2 separate regions of the Ovis aries genome follow, and region 2 is linked to region 1. Evidence: chromatin contacts called from public Hi-C data. All regions are on one chromosome and are shown on one strand. Each heading gives the region's core, a stretch centred on a gene start, on an enhancer-like site or on the middle of the called end of the contact. The rest is flanking DNA. Distances are from core to core; before and after follow the strand shown. Region 1 overlaps FARP1 (FERM, ARH/RhoGEF and pleckstrin domain protein 1). Region 2 has its middle 2.6 kb from the start of TRNAC-ACA.

The links. A called contact is a pair of places that touch in the nucleus more often than the background predicts.
Region 2: a contact with region 1 is called in a Hi-C map of muscle, with 10 times the contacts expected there. The contact joins two enhancer-like sites. A contact is called at or near these places in 13 of 16 Hi-C or Micro-C datasets (blood, hypothalamus, mesenteric adipose tissue and 6 more).

Annotation. Positions count from the first base shown.
Region 1 is chr10:74,790,127-74,793,223 of ARS-UI_Ramb_v3.0, forward strand. It overlaps FARP1 (FERM, ARH/RhoGEF and pleckstrin domain protein 1), which reads left to right. Exons shown (of 27, transcript XM_042255017.2): 25 at 1,965-2,072; 26 at 2,421-2,572. Among named protein-coding and RNA genes, the nearest start is that of TRNAC-ACA, 29 kb to the right of the region's middle. Within about 2 kb of position 1,600, at least 4 of the 54 cell types and tissues checked have an H3K27ac peak or open chromatin away from gene starts, as enhancers often do.
Region 2 is chr10:74,957,532-74,960,628 of ARS-UI_Ramb_v3.0, forward strand. No RefSeq gene overlaps it. Among named protein-coding and RNA genes, the nearest start is that of TRNAC-ACA, 2.6 kb to the left of the region's middle. Within about 2 kb of position 1,525, at least 5 of the 54 cell types and tissues checked have an H3K27ac peak or open chromatin away from gene starts, as enhancers often do.

The DNA of each region.
Region 1 (3,097 bases), core at 350-2,849:
GAGGGGTTCTCCCTCTTCCCAAGAAAATACCCATCCTCCTCCTCCCTCCCTTCATACTTCGCAGGGCATCTGTTGGCAGAGCTTGCCAACCAGAGATTTCCTCCAGGGAACAGGGATGTTTCCAGCAAGGAAGGAGCAGGGAAGAAGAACCAGTGATCTTCCCTGAAGAGATACCTGATCAGATCTGCTGTCCAGGCGAGGCTACGGGGAAGGGCCGTGCTGTGCATGAGAAATCCTCTTTATACTCATCTTTACGTGTAGTCAGGGCCATAGAGAAGTAGAGAATTCGGTAAGAAACCGCCTCTTTAATCCCTGGAGGCACACAGGACGCCGCCCAGACACAGCCCTCTGGGTGACAGTCAGCCTTGTGCAACCCCGTGTGTGCAGGGTCGGCTGAGTGGCAGAGCCGGTCAGCACGTGGTGACCACAGCCCAGATCCTGCCCACCTCCTGCCTGGTTCTAGCCTGTCAGTGAAGAATGGGGGTTTTCCATTTTTGAATGGTTACTATAGAGATCCAAATACTTGCTCTGTGATCCTTGGAGGAAAAATCTGCTGAGGGCTGCAGCCCATGGAAGTGAGCCCCAGGCCAGTGGTTTTAAGGTGGCAGTTCCAAAGACAACTGCAGCCAAGAGAAAGGATTTTTTGGACTCTGTCTGGAGGAAGTTATTGGATTCAGTATAAAAAAATAAGCAGCATAAGGAAAGAAAAATGTGCTAATCTCCTTCCTCCACAGTGAGACGTGTGTGGAACCTTAACACTGTTGCAGAAGCATCAAAGCACCGCTTGGTTGCCACGCTCACCTGCTGAAACTCCCGCCAGTGGGCGAGTGGCAGCCGGAAGGGGTGATGGCACACTGTCCGCAGTGCCCCTGGCCATGGGCAACAGCTCTGCCTCCTTCCTTCCCTCAGCCGACCACTCCGTTTGCCCATCAGACCGCGGGCAACCTGTCGTCAATTTAAACTCCTTTCTTAGGGGCGTTAATTAAAAGTGCCTGTTTGAGTAAATACAGAAAAGTCCCAAAGGGAGAGAGTACAGTAGACAGGTATAATTGTATATATATATTTTTTATTGTGGTGAGTTTGCCTATTTCACCATTTTGAAGTGAACGATTTAGTGGTGGCGATGACAAGGCTATGCGATCGTCACCGTCCACTTCTTTTCGTTGAGTCTTCCTGGCAAGGAGCTGCTGGCTTATCAGAGTCGTGGAGGCGCCTTCTTAGGGTCCTCCGAGAGGTGACACGGGGGCTCTGGAGGGAGGACTCGGCTGGGAGTGCACAGTGATGTGAGTTCAGGAATGCCTGATCCCACCAGTGCTGTCTGTGCAGGGCGGAGGACGGCCTCAGAAGGCACTGCGTTGAAAGCTACGTTCCAGCCACAGCCACCAGGTGGCGGTCAGGAGCCGCTGGCTGGCGTGGGGCTCCCCAGAGCTTAGAATGGACAGGGAGGGGTCCTTTCTCAGAGATGCTGTAACAAACACCGCCAACAGGTTGTCCTGGAGGTCAGAAATCCAGACTCACTGTGGCTAGGGGCACAGGCTCCCTCTGAAGCCCGTGAGGCAGGAAGCTTCCTCGCCTCCCCGGCTTCTGGGGTTGAAGGCCAGCCTTGGTGTGTTGGGGGGTGTAGACACATCGCTTGAGTCAGTCTGGGTCCACGTAGGCACGTCCTCTCCTCATGAGGACGTCAGCCATAGTGGATACAGGCCTGTATCCTCCTCATTCTACATCTGATGACCCTATTTCCCTGTATGGTCCCATTGGGAGGTACTGGAGGGGGGAGTTAGGACTTCAAGATATTACTGGAGGACATCATTCAACCAGACAGGAAAGTAAACCAGGTTCAAGTCACTCTCCCAAGGGTTTCGCCCCCTACCAGGGAGAAAGGTCATTTTGGTAAGTCATCCTTGGGAAGCCTGTCCGTGGGGGCGCCCCCACCTGTACTCCTTCCAGGCCTCCCTGTCTTGCAGAATCAGCTGTCTGGGAACCTGCTGAGGAAATTCAAAAACAGCAACGGGTGGCAGAAGCTGTGGGTGGTCTTCACGAACTTCTGCCTCTTCTTCTACAAATCGCACCAGGTAGGTGGATGCTGAAGGACCCTCCCCCAGCACCCTCTGATCTTGGGGGACAGGCAGCTTTCCTCTGGAAGGATGAACTTGAGCCGCCCAGCCAGGCCATGCAAGGGCACAGCCATCAGAGACCCCTCAGGTCCAAGTGGAGGCTTCCACCTTGAAAAGGGCCATCTGTCTGCCGGTTGGACCAGGGAGGGGGGAGATGGCTTTAACAGGTTGCTGACACGCTGGTGTCCAGCTAACCCATCCAGGCCAGGACCTCTCAGCTAAAACTGACCATGATAGGGCGAGAGGCTGCAGGCAGGCTCCACGCCTGCGGCCGCCTCTCCAAAACACCCCCTACCCTCTTTCCAGGACAATCACCCCCTTGCCAGCCTGCCTCTGCTTGGCTACTCGCTCACCATCCCCTCAGAGTCCGAGGACATCCACAAAGATTACGTGTTCAAGCTGCATTTCAAGTCCCACGTGTACTACTTCAGGGCCGAAAGCGAATACACGTTTGAAAGGTAAGTGTTCCTCGGCACCTGCAGACGGGACACTTCTCCTGAGCTGTGGGCAGTCTCCCAAGCGAGTGAGCGTTGTAAGGCCATCCTACCAGCAGCTACCTTCAGCCCAGACATCCGCTTCTTTAAGTATCTCATAAGATCTGGGTTCCCTCTGGCCAATGCAAGGATGCACCTGTTTCCCTAGGATAATGGAAGCGTGACTTTCCCTGGAAACATCAGGCCTTAACCTGGACGCTGGTTCAGACACTATGCATGGCACACTTTTTGATCTTGAACTTGTTTTCCAGTTAATGGCAAAAGTAGCTGAGCCCTTTGGGCCACTTAGTCCTTTAGTGGCCCAAAGGCTAAGTTTCAGGTCAAAAGACAACATGAGAGAAAAAAAAATCCCAGTACCTGTGAGAGCTCCCTGATCAATGAGACTGGCTCCATAGTATAGAGACCCAGGGGCAGAGGTCTTCCTTTTAGCCAAGAGATAGAACAGAAGGAGCCAGGCTAGCTCATTTGCCCACATTCACGTACAAGTTC
Region 2 (3,097 bases), core at 275-2,774, 170 kb after region 1:
GGGCAGATTTCATGCACCCAAATCTCTGGTGAGAAGACTTTCTGGGTGCCTCGCGTCTATCTTGTCAAAATAAACTTGGCGTAGCAGGTGGCCGGCCACTCTGCACACAATCTTGCCGAGCTACTGGCTAAGGGAACGGTAATCTGAAAGCCTCTCAGCACTGTTTACTGAAGAACAAAGGAAGGGCTCGTGCAGTGCTGTTTCCTAGCTCTGCTGCTAAAACCACATTGTTTAAGGTCCACCATTCTTTGAAATTTTTTAAAATTGCAACAGGATAGAAATTTCAAAGACCAGTCAAAAGGCTTCACACGCACTCAATCACTACTAAATAACATACCGACCTGATAATCTGTTCTAACAACAGCACCGGGGAAATCGGAACCATGCCTTGGAGAGTTTACGTCTAAACACACCTGACATATTTACAGAAACGGACACGTGCCCGTGTTTCAGCTGAACCATCCTGCTTTCTGCACTGGTCTTCACACACCTTCGAGTGACTCACGGTGCTTTAGAAGTTGCATTTTCCCCAGGAAAGATTCGCTAGTATTGATGGGAGACAGGAGTTCCAGCCTAAAGTTCATAGTTTTGAGTAGTTGTCTTCAGTGACCCACACCACGCTTCCATACACTCACTAGCTCCAAAGTTGTTCCTGAAGGGCACACAGAAGCAGAGTTTCCACCGCGTTTGACAGCTTCTATTGTGCTCTTCCATGATAGCGAAAGCTGTGTGTCAGCCTCTGTTACTGATACTCCCTGTTGTGTTTAGGAAAAAACCCAGATGCCCAGGCTACAACCCCAGAATGCTGAATCTGGGTCTAGGGAGGCACAGGCACTGGGGCTCCTCAGATGATGCTAAGGAGGAGCTCAGGTTGAAAGCCATTGACAGCTTCCCGATACACACAGGAAAGAACCTCAGGTCTTATCACGGCCCCCAAAGGCCCTGCACGACCAGTCTGGTCGCCCTGCCCTCGTTCCCTGCTCACCACACTCTGGATGTGGGCACCTCTTGGCTGTTTTTAGACCCAGGAACCCTATTCCCATCTCAAGCACCTGCTCTTGTCAGGATCCTCCGGAATGTTCTGTCCCTGTCTTGCTCCCTTACTCCATGCAGGTCTCTGCTCAGATGTCACCATTTCAGACAGGCCCTCCTGGGCTGCTCCTTCTAAATATCGGGCTTCACCCCTCACTCAGTTTATTTTTTCTTCATAGCACTTTATCAACACCTGACACTACATTTATTAGTTTATCTGGCCTATATCAGTGTCTGGAAAGTGGGAGAAGCTTAATAAATATGTACCGTACATATATAAATGAGTGGATGAGGATGTAAGTTAAATAACGCAAACTGCTGCGCTTGATAAATGTGAGTTTTTTTCCCAATTACACAAAGCCAGCGGCTTCCAGATGCTGCCTGGTGCCAAATCGGGGAACAGCGACCCCTGCTGGAATCTGTACCCGAGTTCCAGAGAGAACAGAGTCTATTCATGCCAGTCCCAAGAATGAACCGTTTAGAAAAAAAATACATAGTGTATGATGAGACCTTCGTATGTGCATTCATGAAACATTCCTAATAAGGTATTCCCGACATTTACAAAAGCCTTTTGCTGGCACGTTGTCCCAAGTTTTTCCAAGGGTGTTCTCTCTTCTGCCATCTTGTGGCCAAACTGGGGAACTTTCAGGAGAGCAGTTTGTGATGGCCTGCCTTCCCTGATAGCTCAGTTGGTAAAGAATCCGCCTGGAATGCAGGAGACCTCGGTTCGATTCCTGGGTCGGGAAGATCCGCTGGCGAAGGGATAGGCTCCAGTTCAGTCGCTCAGTCGTGACTGGTTCTTTGCTACCCCACGGACTGCAGCACCCCAGGCCTCTCTGTCCATCACCAACTCCCAGAGTTTACCCAAACTCATGTGCATTCAGTCAGTGATGCCATCCAACCATCTCATCCTCTGTTGCCCCCTTCTCCTCCTGCCCTTAATCTTTCCCAGCATCAGGGTCTTTTCCAATGAATCAGCTCTTCACATCAGGTGGCCAAAGTATTGGAGTTTCAGCTTCAGCATCAGTCCTTCCAATGAGTATTCAGGACTGATCTCCTTTAAGATGGACTGGTTGGATCTCCTTGCAGTCCAAGGCTTGGACTCTCAAAAGCCTTCTCCAGCACCACAGTTCAAAAGTGTCAATTCTTCAGCACTCAGCTTTCTTTATGGTCCAACTCTCACATCCATACATGAACACTGGGAAAACCATAGCCTTGACTAGATGGACCTTTGTTGGCTACCCACTCCAGTATTCTTGGGCTTCCCTTGTGGCTCAGCTGCTGAAAAATCCACCTGCAATGCGGAAGACCTGGGTTTGATCCCTGCGCTGGGACGATCCCCTGGAGAAGGGAAAGGACCCACTCTAGTGTTCTGGAGTAGAGAAGCCCGTGGGCTAGACAATCACAAAGAGTCAGACACGGCTGAGCTACTTTCAATTCACTTTTTTCTTTTCTGCTTAGTCAAAAGGAAGAATCTGGGCTGGGCTTGCCCAGGGCCATTTGGTAAAATACCTGTGGTCATTTAACCAGGACCCCAGTGCTACCCAGCTTCTCCGGCTTCTGTTTTTTAGAAACAGGAAGCAACCGAAATGATAGCCTCAATTGGTGGCTTCTGCTGGGGGACAGCAGAGAGAAGTGTCTGAGGGCCACCTCCCCAGAGCTCAGGACAGCTCGACCTTTGTAGTCCCATTCTGATAGATCCCTGCACCAACCCATCCAGCTAGACTTTGACGATCTGGTCTGGGGACTCAGTAAATGCTTGCCACCTCCACGACAGCATGCTTTATCTATTTTGTGCCCCTAGTATGTTAAACTGCATTGAGCACCGTGTAGGTGCTGACTTAGATAGTTGAAGGGATGAAATAATAATTGTATTTATAGCCCACTTACTACTTGCCATGCACGGTACACTTTATACGCATTGTCTCCTAAATTAGGCTGACCACCCTGTCCCAGTTTGCCCAAGAATGTCCCAGAACACCTCCACCCCCAGTCCCTGACAGACAGGGACAGTTGGCCCCTGTATTAGTGCTGCCTTAAAATGCCACAGACTGTAGCTTCGACA